Regions from separate parts of the Rattus norvegicus genome. Here region 1 is linked to region 2. Evidence: chromatin contacts called from public Hi-C data. All regions are on one chromosome and are shown on one strand. The core of a region is the stretch at or near the end of the contact, and the rest is flanking DNA. Distances in the headings are between cores, read along the strand shown. Region 1 has its middle 82 kb from the start of Zfp101l1. Region 2 has its middle 440 kb from the start of Tle1.

Region 1 (5,167 bases), core at 2,394-4,893, 410 kb before region 2:
ATACTATTAACACTTTTAGATGAAACACAATGTCAATGAGATTCTTTGATGCCAAAGTTCTATTTCAATTTTTCCTACTATACAGTACTTTGTGAGGGGGGGGGATATAGGCAAAAACTCAATATACCTTAAGAACAAAGCCACATGTTAGGCAGGTCTGATTATGGGTCTAAACCCAAAAAATTCTTCTTTCAGTTTCATGTTAGCCTCAGAAAAGAACAGATTAAAAATTCATTGAGCTTAATTTACATACTACTGCAAATGGCAAATAGTAGGGGTGATTAAGAGAAACCATTTATACTTTAATGCAAATTACCTTGCAAGCCAGACACAAGGTCTGATGATACCAAAATGTTTTTAAGGTGAGTGAAAGGCTGTGTATCTTGGGTCCTAAATCTGAGACAACAAGAAAGATCTTTACAATAGGATAATTGGACAGGTGGAAATATTTGACCTGACTCATAAATAAAGGAAACATTATAGATGACTTTGGAAGAGAGTACCGGATGGGAATTTTGACTTAAAAAACATTGCGTGAAATAGCCTCTAAAGAGCAGGAGGAAGCTTTGTTTTTTCCTTTATGCTTCTATGCTTTGTGTTTATGTCCCTATACTTTTATATAAAAGGTAAATTACAAATTAGAAAATTATGTTTTTATTAACATTGTATGTTAGAAAGTCACTGTGAAAGCTGGGTTTTAGTTCAGTGGTGCAACATTTGGCAAGCATCCAGCGAATTATTTTCAGCACAAAAAAGAAGATACATGGGTTTTGTAAACCTTTTTTTTATATTTATGTCATCCCTTCCATTAGATATTACAAATTCCTAACAATTAAATTATGGAGGTACATTTGAAAAACAATGTTCATTTTTTTATTGTTTATTTGTTCATTCCTGTTCAGACAAGTTCTCACTGTAGTCCTGCCTAGCCTAGAAGCAGTTAGCTAGGCCACATTGGCACAAAACTCATAGTCTTTCTCTGGCCTGTGGAATACAGATTATGAGGTTGTAGCTTCAAATCTAGCTTCACAATCTACTTTTAAATAAGTTTGTTTTTACACATCAAATTGACCAGCATTATATTCCATATCTCCCCTATCCTGTGAGAACCACCCAATGTATAGATTAATATGTGTGTACAGTATATATATATATATATATATATATATATGCACATAAATATAAAACAGTATATAATATAATACAAATAGAAAAAGTCATATAAGAATTTTCAAACGAACAAAAGTGTTTGTTTTTTCCTAATTGAATCACTCCTGGGACCTCATTTCCTAAAGGCATCATTTCAGAATGATGAATATATTTTGAAAACACATCCAATCTGGAGGTACAAGGAAATGAAAGAGTGACTGAGAATCTGGTTCCAGGGTTTCACAAGAAAAAGTGAATTAAAATTATTAATTAAAGCTTTCATTATAAGGATAATAGCTCAGTTAATGGGGACAAAGAAGGCAGCCTGGGGCACTTGTGTGTTGAGCTCATGTCAAGTTCTCAGCAGTTGGATTTCTACTCTTTTAGTTTCATTTGCAAAGTTCACTGTGTAATTACTGTCATCATTTATTCTATTGGTGTTATGAGCTATAGAAACTGGCAATGTTGTTATCCATAAGACCAAGCAAATACGAGGAGATAATGTCTTGTCTTTTGTTATTACTTCTCAAAAGGTATAATGCAAAACTAAACTTCTACTAGATCTGAGATTAATGTGGACTTCTCAGACTTGGCTGTTTATTAGGAATTAAATAGTTAAGTCTGAAGTCCTTATTACAGGTGTGTGTAAAGACACAGAGTACATGAAGTGACCTATCTATTTAGCTTAGTAAGTCCTTATAATGAATTTGTATTTTCCCAGGTCTTGGAGTTTATTTGGAGTAAACCCAGTGGCCAAAAGCTTGAGCAATAACTTGGAATAACATCTTGTTTCTGTTGGGCATATGAGTGCCAAATGAGATAAAGAAAGAGGATGGTGAGAGGAGCAAAAGAGAGGGGAAGGAAAAAAGGAGGGGAGGAGGAAAATGGAGGAAGAGTATAGGGGAGATGGTATATAAATAAAAACAGAAAAATCCAAACAGAAATAAATCATCAAACACTTTGGAACCGGCAGTTTTTCTGTTGGAGACAGGGTAAAAACTTCTGATTTTATTCATCAAATGGTTTGTTTTCACCTGAAAGTAAGGCAACTGTCCCTGTGGATAGGACAAGTTGCTAAGCAGGCAAAGCCGGGAATGAGTTGTCAAGTGTTACACCATCCTAGATCTAAGTAGAAAGCTTTGAAGGAGAGGAATTTTCATTGAGTGAGTAAAGGGGTCATCTTTTTTACAGAACAACATAATCTTGATGTGCAGGTCTCCTTTTCAGAAGACTCATTCAAACAGAAACATGGCCCAGCCTAGGGTATTATTTTGTCTGACTGAGTCAAAACCGTGATATACGCACAGCCTAATAACTTCCTCTCTAGACAACCAGGATCTTTATGCCACTGTTTCAAGCAAAGGAGTTGGATGATACCATTTTCCTGCAGTATTTTTAGACACTGAATACATCTGGAAAAATATTCAGGCAGATAATTAGATTGCATTAGCAATGTGTCTGTTGTGGTTTTCCTGATCCCAGAGAAGGCAGCCCTTTATGAAGCACTTGGCCACAGTATCGACAAAATTGACTGTGTAAATTGGTCCCCATGAAAGCATGTGGAAGACATTTTTGGCTGAAACTCAAAACCATTCATGTGGCTTTATGACAGGGAAGCTGGGGCTGCCAACATCAATAGACCTTTGTACTACAAACCCAAGTGGTCATTTAAACATTTGCACTTCTCCACTTACAAACGTACTGAGGTCAAATACTTTTTTAATCTTGGGAATTTTTCTTCTTTATACAGTCTCATATTTCATGCAGGAAATGAGTCTGAGTATACCAAACTCAAGTTGTCCTGACTGACAGCACACTGAGTTCAAAACCCAGCCTTGACTCTAATTGCTCTGCTAAGGCCCCTGGATCAAGGTAAGTGTTGATTTAGCTCAGCTGTTTTCAATCAGCACTGTAAGTCCTTGCTAAAACAAACTAGTGAGGCCATGCTACATTTGTTCCTAGGAGTCCCCTGGGTATAACACAGTTAGCATTTTAAAGATTGCATTTGTCTGTACACTGCAGGCTGTAATTATAAGCAGCCAAAAGTTTCCTGACGGATGATGTGACCTTCCTTCTGGTGAAAGAGCAATGACTGCTGATGGCTTCTAGTGGAGGAAAAGCAATATTTCCATTTGCAGTTCAGCAAGGAGGCTTACTATTTTGCAAATGGTAGCCAAAATTGACAGCCAGTTTGTTGCAGTGTTTTGGTGAATGTCAGTCATTTTTCGTCCTATGAGGCAATGTTTGGTATTACTAAACTGATGTTGGATTTAAATAGCAAACAAAAAGATGCTATCCATAGTTCAAAGATAAACTATAACTCAGCAACACAGATCACATAGAGATGCATCTGAAGAGTGTCACTGGTGCCTCCATCCTCACTATTTTTTTATTGTTTTTTTTTTTGGCTTGTTCATTTGTTTGTTTTTAATGGAGCCTGCAAATAATGGCAGAACATTGAGCAATCATTCTTCCCTGGAATGTTCTCAATCTGTATTTGGCTTTGAAGTTTCACAGAAAACTTTAAAATGAACACATTAGGTTTTCTGGCTATGGGCTGGAATGTGCACATAATCAAATGAAAATGTGTGGTCAAGATTAAATGGCCAATATTAAGGCTAGACTGTGTGGCTGGTAGTGTCCAGCTGAGCTCAGTCTATGTGTAGTTATGTGTAGTTAAGTACTTTTGAAGGACATAGATAGATGGGCAAATTTTTTTCTTTATTAAGTTTCTTGTTATAAGTTAACTTTGTGTTTGTGTATGTATACACATGAACATATATGTATGCATATACACACAGATTGTTAAACATGCAATACATCACTGAATGACATTGGTAGAACAAACTCAGTATATAAGAAATAATTATATTGATGCCTTGCTTTGGGATACTAAAACTATGTTTGAATTTTGAATATGAATTACCACCAAAATGATCTTACATTTTTCCAAAGAAGTTTTTCAATTCTGTATTTACTCAGTATAATTAATATGCACATAAATAAAATATATGATTTCTATTTAGTTATTCAGGGATCTTTGGTCAAAGGAGCCTGTGTGCAAAGGCATACATAGGAGTGCACATGTTTATGCTTCTCATGATGCGTATATCTGTCTATATTCACTTTTAGATCTATTAACATTCTGGAAGTTTTAATGACTCTCCCAAGTGCATATGCATAAATACAGTATATACACATTTATGTACTTGTGGATGATGATAAAGTAACCTGTCAATAATCATATTCTAGATTAATTTCTTATGTGGTTACTGTTTTCCAGAACAGTTTGGATCAATAAATCAAATATCTCAGAGGTTAAGCTTTACCTTGGTTACAAGCAAGAAACAGGAAGTTAGATTTTATTCGTTAACTTCAAAAGCAATAAATACCAGATTAAATTGAATTACTTCTATAAGTTTACTAACGTGCATTAAACCAGAGAAAATATTGCACATTGAAAGCAATGGCACGTTTGAATATATTTCAATCTTTCCTGAGTAAGAAATAACCTTTCATGTATGCTGACCCTCTCAGGTTTAGATTCCAAAATAAACTGTCTGGAAATTACTTCAGTGATTTGGTTTTAAGGAGAACTAAAGGTGGTTGCTAGGGAAATTGCAGAAACCATTATCATTTTCTCTAATGTGTCTGACATATCTGAAATTGATTGTAGAATTCTAACCAGCATAGTTTTAGGTGTAGTGATTATAATACCATATCTAAAAACATTCTTTCAAGTGTAGAGATAAGAGATCTTGTCTCTGGAGAAAAATTTGGAATAAAATAGATGTCTTCCACCTTTTAAATTCCTAGGTAATAGACAAGCATGTATTCAGCTTTGCTTGCCACTATTTCTTTATGGATCGTTAAGAATATATAGAAATATGCAAAGGCCTGGGGTAATGGGAGTTACCTAATGTAAATAATTTTCCACATTTAAAATATTTCTCTTTTGTTTTGTTCTGAAGTGTCTTTATTTTTAACTCTATTTATATGTATAATTTAAACATTTAGT
Region 2 (4,873 bases), core at 422-2,921:
GTTACCAGCTCAGAGACATTCTGAGAGAACTATATATACTGTAGTATTTTTAATTTTTTAATTATTAATTTTTGTTAGTTCATTGGGAATTTAATACTACGTGTTTCTTTTTATCATATTCACCCTGACCCAACCCTTCCCAGATGCATGCCAGCTTTCCACCCCACCCAGATTCATGTCTTTTTATTCCTATCAAGGTCAGTTTTTGTTAACCAAATGTTGTTGAATGCATAGTTTTCCACTGAAATGTGGTGATTGAGCTACTCTTAGAAAGTAAACTGTCATTTTCCACCAGATCTTAAAAATTGCCAATAATGCCTCCACTATGGAAGTTGGGTGTGGTATATATGTTCTTTTTAGGGCTGAATATCCTGGACTCTTATTCTCTTCACTTTGGCCAATGATTTGTTGATCATCAGTCACTTCAAAGAGTAGTTTATCTAATTTATTGGTGATTAGGAGCTAATTTAATATTTTATCAATGTAGAATAATGATAATAGGTTCTCGCTAGGGCCTATGATCTCTCTGATTATAAGTTATTGTCCTAACAACAGTCCCATATATTGGCTACATCTTTTTAAGTGCATCTCAAATCCAAACAGAAATGGGTTTGTTACTCCTATGAAGCTCATGCTGCTATGACACCAGAAAGTATGTCTTCCAGGGTAAGTCATTATTATAGCTTACAGGGTTAACAGCTTAGTTTCATTGATGCTTGCATTTTTCTCCTCTAGTAATGAGCATAGGACCTTCTATCACTATAAAAGTTAGCCAGTAGGGATGAATTTTCCAGGTTGGTAATAACTTGGTTTCCTCATATCCTGACTCAAACATGCAGTATCGTCATTAAATGTCTTACAAGTTCTGAACAGAATCCAGAAGAATTTACAATAGTCTGCAATGTTTGAGGTTCTTTTTAAATTACAGTGTGTTATATCACTAGATTTGAGACTCAGGTTGTTCATGTGGTCTGTTTGTCCATTAGCGAATGTCAGGTAAGAATGGTTAATGTCCTTGTAATCCTCCATGAAGACAAGAAAGGGGGACACCTAACATTGACCACTGACATTCTAACTTGTGTACAAAGAACTATAAACCATAAGAACCAAGGGAGAGTCTTGAACTTAACTTCATTTTTCCAGACTTTACCCAAGAGGCATTCAAGGCGTGATAGCTTCTTTCTATCAACTCAGAACATGGTAATATCAGAATTGTGGGCAGATTCTAGGCCATATGGTCAGCATTTTCACTAATGCAATGGTGCTTCTCAACTCGTTGCCACACTACACTTGTTCAATAACTTTTAGCAACAATTTAGAAATTTATATGTTTTCTGTTGTGTTCCAATTCTAAAAAAAGGACCCTAATGTTGGGGAGGGGGATTCTACAATACAGTCTTCAGTGGGGCCAGACATACAATCATTTCTAAAGAGGATAAGCTTGAGAAACTTCATCTTAGAAAAAAATAAAATTTGCTTTTCTGGTTTCCGTGTATATATTCTTAGTTAGGCAACATCTGAATATATTTTCCAACTTCTACTTTTCTTAACAAGTATATATCAAACCTACTGTCATGGTTATACTAGCAAACCAGGAAGAGAATGCAATGAAAATTTCAGGACATGACGATTTTCTAATACTCAGAAGCAATGCCAGCACAGGTCTCAGCCCTCCTGCCCCCACAGGGCTGTAAACAGTTCTACCATCCCATTCAACTTATACTTTGCCCAACAACTTGGCACATATGTGTGAGAATAAGATCCAAGAGTTTCAGACAATATGTTCTCTCAAGCTTCATCATGCTCCACATTTTATTTTATTTATAAATGGACAAACAATTCATGCCTCCTGTGTTGAACTCCAAGCAGACACTGTGCACTTGGCATTTACAACAGGTCAATCAGAAGCATTGCACAACCCAGAGTAATGCAAACAGGACTCACAGGGTCAGGGCATACAGAGGCTCTGGAGCATTATCATTATTATACAGAGGATTAATTACAAACTCACCAAGATGTACTGATCATGGAGGCCCTGCTGAAAGTCAGTATGACCATAGAATAATCTGGTCATGCTCAATTGTAGAAGAAAAAGGCTATTCACAATATATTTTTAAAATAACTATGTTTAATAGAGTAGGAGTTTTTAAAGAAAAAAAAAACCTCAGATATATAACCTTACTTTTTGTAGTTGAAGTACTGTTTCCCTTTAATTTCGTCTCTCAACATCTACCCAACATTTAGTTAAGAGTTATAAATCAATAGTCATTACAAAAGCTATAAATTTATAAAGATCTACTAAATAAAGTTGCTCTCCAACTTTTCTGTGATTAGAGAGAAGAGTAGATACGAGAACACTGAGGAATTTTAATAGGAAAACTGACTTTAATGTTACTCTAATGATAGATATAAGTCATTAGGTTTTTCTACATCTATACAATGAAGGAAACCAGCAATCATCACAGATAAAACCATGGATTGCTTTGGAGTCAGTCATTGTTAACTAACCCTCTCAATAAACCTTGACAAGGATCTAAAAGTACTTTTTAGTTAATTTTTAGTGAATCAATTTTTTGAGTCCTCGAGGTTCACAGTAAAAATGAATAGAAAGGAGAGCAGATTCCCAGACCTTCCTCTGCCTGACATGAGCAGAACCTCCTCTGTTATGGCTACACAGCACTAGGGCCCAGGTTGTTATAGTTGTAACTCCTCTAACACATCGGCACCCTTCACAGTCCATGGTTTCTATGTACTGCATAAGCAGTAAGGTTTCTTGGTGAGAGTATACCCAGTGTTTTATAAGACAATGTTACGCTGCCTTCCAAGTAGCTGAACCAGGTTATACCACATTTCAACAGAACTGGCAATTTTAGTGTTATGGATTATGATTGCTTTAATACAGTAGATATACTTTTTATTGTTTTATCTTAACTTCCGGATAGCATATGGAATGGAACATTTTTACATGTTTCTTTGCCATCTGTGTATCTTCCTATGTAAGGCAACTGTGCAGGTCTTTTGATCAATTTGAAATCAGGATCTACATTTTCTTACCTCTTCTACTTTTAAGAGTTTCTTAATATTAATGGCCCTTTGTCATATGTGTCTCTGGCAAATATTTCCTTCTAGTGTATGACTTCTATCTCATTATAGGACTCTTTTGGTTGAGGTTGGGAAATTATTTTATATTAGAATATTATATAGCTAAACAGTTGCATACAAGTTTATTTCTTTCCTGAGTCTCAGTTTGCTTAGCCACTAAGGGAGTCCAATCTTAATAAATATCCTAATGAAATTGTGAATAATAAAATAATCACAATACATAATGTTGGGTGGTTACTATAAAATGAAGAAGAGTTGTACTAGTAAGTCCTTGCTTAAAAATACATGAAAATTAGTTTATGAAACTATACTCCCTCATTTCATTCCAAACAAAAATGTCTATAAATGTCTACAACCAACCCCAGGTCACGAGTGGTCATGTTTCTGTAGTTTTGTCTTGCCAAAGTTAGATACACATGCTAAACAGTAATTAATAAGTAATGAATATGTTGACAAATATTATTCTGGCTGGTTTCCGGTCAGCTCATTCTGAGTTCCATATTGTTCATATTGCTCATGTCCAAGGTAGAAATTCTCATAAACAAACAAACAAAATGTCAAATGTTCCACTAAAGAGGAAACAAGATGAATATTGTAAGGAAAACAAACACTGGAAGAATGAATGTCCATCCATCTAAAAACCAGGAAAGTAATGACCCTTCAAAACACAAGGAAGATGGATAGTAAATCAAAAATAAAGGGGCTGTGACACTACTCTCTTAGGCCTTCAAGAGACCATGGTCACTATGTCAGTTGGAGGTGACCCAGTTACGTTTTTGATAGACACTGGAGCAGAGGTTTCTGTTTTAAAATTTCCAATTTTTTCCCAGTTGCTTTGCTAATCATCAGCTCCCTCCTCAACCCATTTACTCACAGGAAGAAGAGGACAACACCCCACTTCCAGGATGCAAAACAGGATACAACTGGATAGCAGACATTGCGAGAGTCAAGAGTTATCCTCCCTATGATCCTTGAATGCTTTAAGTACATCAACTATACCAGACTGACCATCACAGTGTCACCTAACCAACTAGTTATTTTCTGGGTACCAGACTTGCAATTCTGAAATGTGACCACTGAAGCTGCCCTTGAATGTTTCTTTTGCACAGGTCAACCTAATAAAAAGGTAAAAAGGGATCCTCGCTGTTACTCTCAGTGGACTAGCCTCTGATAAGACATATAAAGTTGACTTCAGAGATGCCTGTCCTCGTGATAAGTATAAGTATCTGTTAATGTTTTGTGGTCCCCTTCTCAAGACAGATAAAAGTCTTTCGTACTAAGAGGGAGACTGCTCTGACACTGGACAAAATTTTTTACAAGAAATTATTTTTAGATGTACTCTGTCCCTGGCAATTGGATCACATAATAGGCCTGCTTCACTTTGTCCATAGCTCCAATGCTCAAAAAGGCCTTAAATGAAACCTGGAACTCCACTGTGGCCACTGGCCTCAGAGCTTTGGACAGGTCTAGAGCATAAACTCGACTATTAACTTAATTCTTTCTAAATTGATTTTTAAAATTGGTGAAAATTAGTCGAACCTTTTATACTTGGGCCTTCTTATGTCAAAATGTAGATCTTATAAGACAGAATTCAACTTCTATGAGATTTTGCTTGGAAGGCCGCCCACCTAGTTTCTCTGTTTAAAAGACTCTGTAATTAAGAATATTAATAATCAGTCTCCTTTAAAAGTATCTCCAGCTTTTTAACAGGCCCAGACATCAATCCATTTTAGAATTCAAGACATCTTTTCACTTCCAGATATCTCCTCTG

The links. Hi-C and Micro-C count contacts between places; a contact is called where the count stands out from the background.
Region 1: a Hi-C map of liver shows a contact between it and region 2, with 2.7 times the contacts expected there. The contact joins two enhancer-like sites. A contact is called at or near these places in 3 of 12 Hi-C or Micro-C datasets (kidney and liver).

Annotation. Positions count from the first base shown.
Region 1 is chr5:91,833,002-91,838,168 of GRCr8, reverse strand. No RefSeq gene overlaps it. Among named protein-coding and RNA genes, the nearest start is that of Zfp101l1, 82 kb to the left of the region's middle. Within about 2 kb of position 3,643, at least 1 of the 93 cell types and tissues checked has an H3K27ac peak or open chromatin away from gene starts, as enhancers often do. A contact at or near this core is called in liver, where this site is marked.
Region 2 is chr5:91,422,874-91,427,746 of GRCr8, reverse strand. No RefSeq gene overlaps it. Among named protein-coding and RNA genes, the nearest start is that of Tle1, 440 kb to the right of the region's middle. Within about 2 kb of position 1,671, at least 1 of the 93 cell types and tissues checked has an H3K27ac peak or open chromatin away from gene starts, as enhancers often do. A contact at or near this core is called in liver, where this site is marked.